Linked DNA regions of Acanthopagrus latus: region 1 is linked to region 2. The links are chromatin contacts, called in public Hi-C maps. All regions are on one chromosome and are shown on one strand. The core of a region is the stretch at or near the end of the contact, and the rest is flanking DNA. Distances in the headings are between cores, read along the strand shown.

What was found. Hi-C and Micro-C count contacts between places; a contact is called where the count stands out from the background.
Region 1: a contact with region 2 is called in a Hi-C map of muscle, with 4 times the contacts expected there. The contact joins the promoter of ints12 here to the promoter of aimp1a in region 2. A contact is called at or near these places in 3 of 4 Hi-C or Micro-C datasets (liver and muscle).

Annotation. Positions count from the first base shown.
Region 1 is chr1:12,005,719-12,008,799 of fAcaLat1.1, reverse strand. ints12 (integrator complex subunit 12) reads right to left here and starts at 1,711. Exons shown (of 8, transcript XR_005074545.1): 1 at 1,569-1,711; 2 at 362-525; 3 at 104-262. gstcd (glutathione S-transferase C-terminal domain-containing protein) reads left to right here and starts at 1,861. Exons shown (of 12, transcript XM_037094767.1): 1 at 1,861-1,987; 2 at 2,159-2,583. The coding sequence starts at 2,170.
Region 2 is chr1:11,815,063-11,817,995 of fAcaLat1.1, reverse strand. aimp1a (aminoacyl tRNA synthase complex-interacting multifunctional protein 1a) reads left to right here and starts at 1,630. Exons shown (of 7, transcript XM_037084633.1): 1 at 1,630-1,776. The coding sequence starts at 1,775. It overlaps tbck (TBC domain-containing protein kinase-like protein), which reads right to left and starts at 1,659. Exons shown (of 26, transcript XM_037084267.1): 1 at 1,532-1,659; 2 at 622-834. The coding sequence starts at 814.

The DNA.
Region 1 (3,081 bases), core at 462-2,961, 190 kb before region 2:
AGCCACCTTATTAATTATTCCTAGGCTCTTACTAGTCCTATATGGAGTTAAGCACATGATTTTCTTCTTCTCTTGATTAAAAACATATAAATCTATCTCGTACCTTCTCACTTGGTCTCTTCTCTACCTCTTTCTTGCTCTTTTCGGAACTGGATTTGCTACTGCCACTGCTGCTGCTGGAGGATGAGGAACTGGAAGAGGACTTGGAGTCCTGTTTACTTAAGCTCAGTTTTGACACAGACCCCTTGGACACCTCTATATCCTGAGGATACACAATGATAATTCACAATAGAAATGAGTTGCATACATTCATGTTTAAGATTCCAGTCGTATCAAGACAAATCTGTGCTGAACTCCTTACTTTCTGTAGCGAGCGGTACGTTGAGTCACTTCCTCTTGAAAGGGACTCATCCAGTAAAGCTTTGAGCTTCTCAGCGGAGTCTTTACTCTTGGAGTGCAGGTAACTCAATCCCTTTAGAAAGATGGGATCCAACTCCAGACTGACAGGTCCAGCCATGGCTTCAACTGGGAATCATAAAATACATCAGCTTTATAGACTTCTTTTACAACTTGACCAAATACCCATGCTGTAGACAAGTTAGGATACACAAACAAAAAAAAAAAAAAAAAGAAAGAAAGAAGGAGATGAAGCATAACAAAAGCTGTGGGTGCCATATAGACGTGCAGTGTGAACTTGGACTGACAGCTTCAGTCAATTACATACCACAGTGAAACAGCCTTATTGATTCAGATAACAGAGTGTTTTTTCCAAGGACCTGAATCTTGACAGATCTTTGCTACAGTCAATACAACACTGTACCGCAGGCTCCTGGCTCTTAAAAAAAAAAAAAAATAAAAATAAAAAATCACCTAGATGTAAGTTCATTCTCACTTTAGGCTATAATAGATAGAGCTGTTCACATTAAATCCCCTTAACGTTAAATATTTAAGCCGGCTGAAATATTTATTGGTAAATGTCTGGTCTGTGTTTCTTCAGCGCAGCTTAGTCCCACCCAGTTTGTGTATACGGATTTGGTGTACGATATATATTTGCACTGATTACCATAACTCATGACTAGATTACATACATCTAATACAAAGTGAAGCCAGGGAAGGTGAAGGCTAAGAAATAGGTCGAATAAAAACACCTGAAGAGAAGTAGAGACCCTATAATACGACCATGAGTGTTGCTCAAGTGTCCACTCCAGTGACGCTGATTTAAAGATACACATTGCGCTGTATTCTTTCATTTTAACGTGCTCTATGATATACAAATACATTGTTTTCAGTGGGAATTGAACATCATTCAACATCACAGAGTCACAGATATCCTTCTTCCGTCTGTAAGGTTTAACATAAAGACATACGCACGCAAACATCGACATCATTTGGTTGCTGAGTAACGTTATTAGTCCGGACCAGAAACACAGAGCACCGTCCGAGATAGACATCTAAAGTCAGCGGCCCGTAATAAAACAAACTTTACGGACGATGATTGTGAAGTGTTTAAGTTGTATTACGTTACCTCACACTGCTTCTGGAGACAGAACAAAATAAAAAAAACCTACCTCTTATCCCGGTATTTTCGTTATGAGGAAAGCGGTTGACTTCCTATAGAAGAAGTAGGCAGCCGGGGAGGACTGCTTCCCGTCGTCTTACAACATGTGCACCCGTTAAATGTGTCCGGAGTCTCTACGCGCGGAACCTTCTCTGGGAATTATTTTCTTCATTTTTAAAATATCACACGATTTTGAATCCGGTATTTAACATCCAATGACACACACATTCTACTTATTGAATAATTCAAAATTATTGTCGCGTTTTAGTGTATATTCCCATTACAGTACTTGAGGGGCTGTAAGTTTCGACAGCAGACGGATGATGGCGCTGTCGAGCTAAGCTACCTTTAGCACAAGGACAGAAGAAGCAGCAGCACGGTGCCAGGAAGCGTGTACCATAACAACGTGGTTTGATAGAAATAGCCTGTGTATGTGTCCGCATTACTAACGCTGTTGTGAGTATCTGTTAATGTCAGTATATGTGTGGGACCCGAAAATTCGTTTCGGCTAACACCTTGTTGCTACCATACTCAAAACAGACACGTGAAGTAATTTCTAGAGCTCATTACTCATGACTTCACTCTGTGATTACTCCACAGAACTATCCACTATGACGCACACCGAGATAAAGCGACACCCGTCCCTCTATCTGGAGGTTTGCTCCCAGAATGAAGAACTGCGTCTTCCCCTGCACACCTCCATCGCCCTTTTTCTCCTCTCCTACTGCGACTGCAAGTCTTTCAAAGTGTTCCTTGTCTCCACCGAACCTGGCAGCTCCCAGTCACCGAGGAGTCAGCTGTCAGAGTCCGTGGATGTGACTGACGTTCAGCTGGAGGATCTGCCCCAGCTGGTGCGAGGCTGCCGCCTCCCTGCTGTGCTGGATGAGACTGGGAGTCTCTGCAGGGCAGGACTGGCTGTGGTCCTGAGACACATCATCAACAAGACTTTACAGGCTGACCCCTCAAGGAATGATGTGTTGGCTCTGCTGGGGTTCAAGAAGACCTGTCTGAAGGCCTGTGCTGAGGTTAGTGGTAAACAGGGACACACGAGCAAAATATAAAGCCAAAACTTCAGCCACACAGTATCATGACAAGGTCAATGCTGTTAATCCAGAGCTTGACATATATTGATTTGCAAAGCTCGTTTGATTGAAACAAGGTCTCTGGGATGTGAAAGGATCCATCCTGATTCAGTGTACACAATGTTTCAGAGAGGAGAACTGATAAACAACTGTAAAGTCATCAGAATGTTTTTTTGAAAATGACCTTACTTGGTTCTGTTAATAGGGAGAATTGAGACAGCCCAGGTAATCACTTATGAGTAATTGCTTGTATGATCTGTTTTTTAGCCAGTGAACATCAACTCAACCTACAGGCGTGTGTGTGTGTGTGTGTGTGCAGACAAGCACAGAGACTAAGCTTCCCAGTAGCAAATTAAATATGAAATCAATATTTACTTTGGTTTTAATGAAACAAGAAATTCCTCTGGAAATCAACAACTGCTTATAATCAGTACATTTAAG
Region 2 (2,933 bases), core at 381-2,880:
GCATTTTGTCATGGTTTGTCATAATGGTTTATATTGATAACAATGCCCAAACAAAATGCAAACAAATGGTGAGGGTAGATACCAAAGACGTTTTGGTGCCTCTTCACTCTGATGTTTTCTTTTTACTGCTAATTTTCTTATGAGGCCTGCCCTCTTCCAGGTCGCCATGATGGAGAGAAGGTCATGTGGGTCAGCAACACTTGGCGATGCCTCGGCCTGATCAGTCGTACTCCTGGATCCACACATATTACATATATAATATAAATTCTATCAGATACAACTTTAATTTTGCTGCTCTAGTCTGTACATGCGACACCTATTGCATGTCTGTCAGTCCTGGGAGAGGGATCCCTCCCTTGTGGATATTTCTGAGGTTTCCCCCAACTTTTTTCCCTCCCCTGTTTAAAGTTTTTTTTTTTTCTCTCTCAATATTGCAAGTGTTTCCTCACTCGAACCGAGGGTTTAAGGAGGATGTCATTCACTGAACAGATTGTAAAGCCCACTGAGACTGTGATTGTGATTTTGGGTTATATAGATAAAATTGATTTGATTTGACGTTAGGTGAAAAGGAAATAAAACATCAAATAGCACCCCTTCGAAGGAGCAACACAGAAATCATACCGTGTTTCCCTCTGGAGATGTCCACATACTGACAGAGTCTGGGGTGAGTGACAGTCTTGAGGATCTGGAAGCGTCCCAGGATTTTGATAGAGTTGGGGGTCAGAGGGAGGCCATTGCTCCCACAGACATCATGAGGGAGAGCTGAGGCAAAGAAAGTGAAGGCCCCCAGCTGGGCGTCTTTCAGGGGCCTCATCTTACCACCGGCAGGATGAACTGATAATAGGAAAAGAGTCTTCAATATAATGTATGAATGTATGGCTGTGAATGACAATAACATTGTGATAACGAGCATGGTATTGAGCAGTGACAGCCATTCTGTGTTAGCTAGGGACTAAAAACAAAAACTAAATGTTAACTGCTTAAACACAGTTAAATGTGACTGAGACAAAGACCTACAACGAAGAGACATACAACATATATATATATATATATATATACCATATATAACGTACACAGTGTTAGTGCGCACAGTGATGCTGTAGTTAAACCCACGGTGTGTGCGTGTATGTATGTGTGTAGCTAAGTTATGAAAATAACTGCTTTATTGTTCCGGGTAGGAAACCAAAGATTTGATGAGCATTATATTAGAAAAAATGTTTCTACTCACGCTTAATGGAAAGGTTGTACGGTCATGTCGACTCAATGAATTTTAAATTATGGATAAAGAGATATGTTTGAAATAAATTCCTTTCCTGCCTCAGCGATGCGATGTGAACAGCTGAGCGAACGTGACCGACGACGTTATTTTTGTGCGACACAGTGTTGCCTAGAAGACACTTTTTTTTAATAATATAACGAAATGCGGAGGTTAAAGGAAACAAAACTATTTCAAATCCTCAACAAAATTGCCCTTCGATTTCTTTTTCGTATTTTTTTGTGGAGTTAGTTCGTCTTAATCGTAATTACACACCGGCAATATCCGTTGACTCCTTGCAGTAGCTGATCTATAGAACATATGGCTAGCTAAAACTAACGCAGAAATGACCAGCTTGCTTCACTTCCGCATGGTGTGGAGATCTAGCCGTGGGGTCCTCACTCAGCCTCTTTGCGGCTGACTGCTAGCTGCCTATCTGTCAGCTAGCCGGTCTTACGTTAACAGCTGTCAAGACACAAGTGCTCCCTGAAACGTGTTGGGGGGAGCTGCTCAGAGTCCATGTAAGTTTCACAAACCTGCTTTATTTTACTGCTTCAACTAACGAACGGCAAGCCGTTAATAACAGCTAACCAACCATCGAACTATTAGCATAGCAGTGCTAGCTACGTGATAGTTAGCCAGAAGGGAAGTTGATCTCCCTTGTCTCTGTGTAGTCGAAGATACTGTGGTTAACTGAACCGGCTAATAGCTTACTTATTTAACGGACTAGCTTACTAACTAACTAACTAACTAACTAACTAACTAACGTCGAGTTCACATTCATGAGCAAAACATTCTCAGCAATAGACATTTAGTTAATTATAGTTCTGTGATTTACACTACACCCAGTATAAAATAACGAAACTGTTGTTTGATAATGTGTATTGCAAGTAATTGCATCATTTTGTCTAAGCTTCATTGTCTTCGTTGTTGCAGCAACTGGTCTGCAACCAGCTTTTACTTTAATTTTTGATTAAGCGAGTATGTCACAATAAGTATTTACAAATGTGGGTGTATTTTGTTTTTTGTTTTTTTCCTGTGCATCCCATTCCTTAACAACTAATTTGGTGGTCGAGAAATCAAGCAAATTCTCTCAATTGTGGGTATTACATTTGTGGGTAGTGTACATATATTGTTATTATTCATAGCTAAGCTGTATCCTGAATGTTGGGGAATGTGTTTTAAATAACTACATCAAGTATTCTCTAAACACAAGATAAAATGTACAGATAACTTACAGATACATCAGCGAAAAAAAAAAAAAGAAACACAAAAATATACCTTGCTGATTTTGAGGGGTGTGTGTTTTTAAATGACATTCAATAGTGTGCTTGTGAGCCAGTCCCAATTCTTTGAGCATTCTTCCAAATCTAATATGCTTCTGCTGTGTCTAGTTCTCTAAAATAGTTAAGAAACAAATGGAATTAGAAAATATCACTGTGGTCCCATAATGGCCATAAGTTTGTACTTTCAACATTCAGTCATCATTATGACAAAAACGTAACCTACACATCATCAGATACATTTAAAACAAGTGGTACATGCAGCTTTAAGCGTTTTAACAAATGATGAAAACAGCCTTTATTATGAGCATCTCACTGTTTCTGCTTCATCGTGTTCCCAGCTGTTTTCTATTCAGTTGGGGTTTTAGGGTTTAAGGGTTTATACCATTGCAACT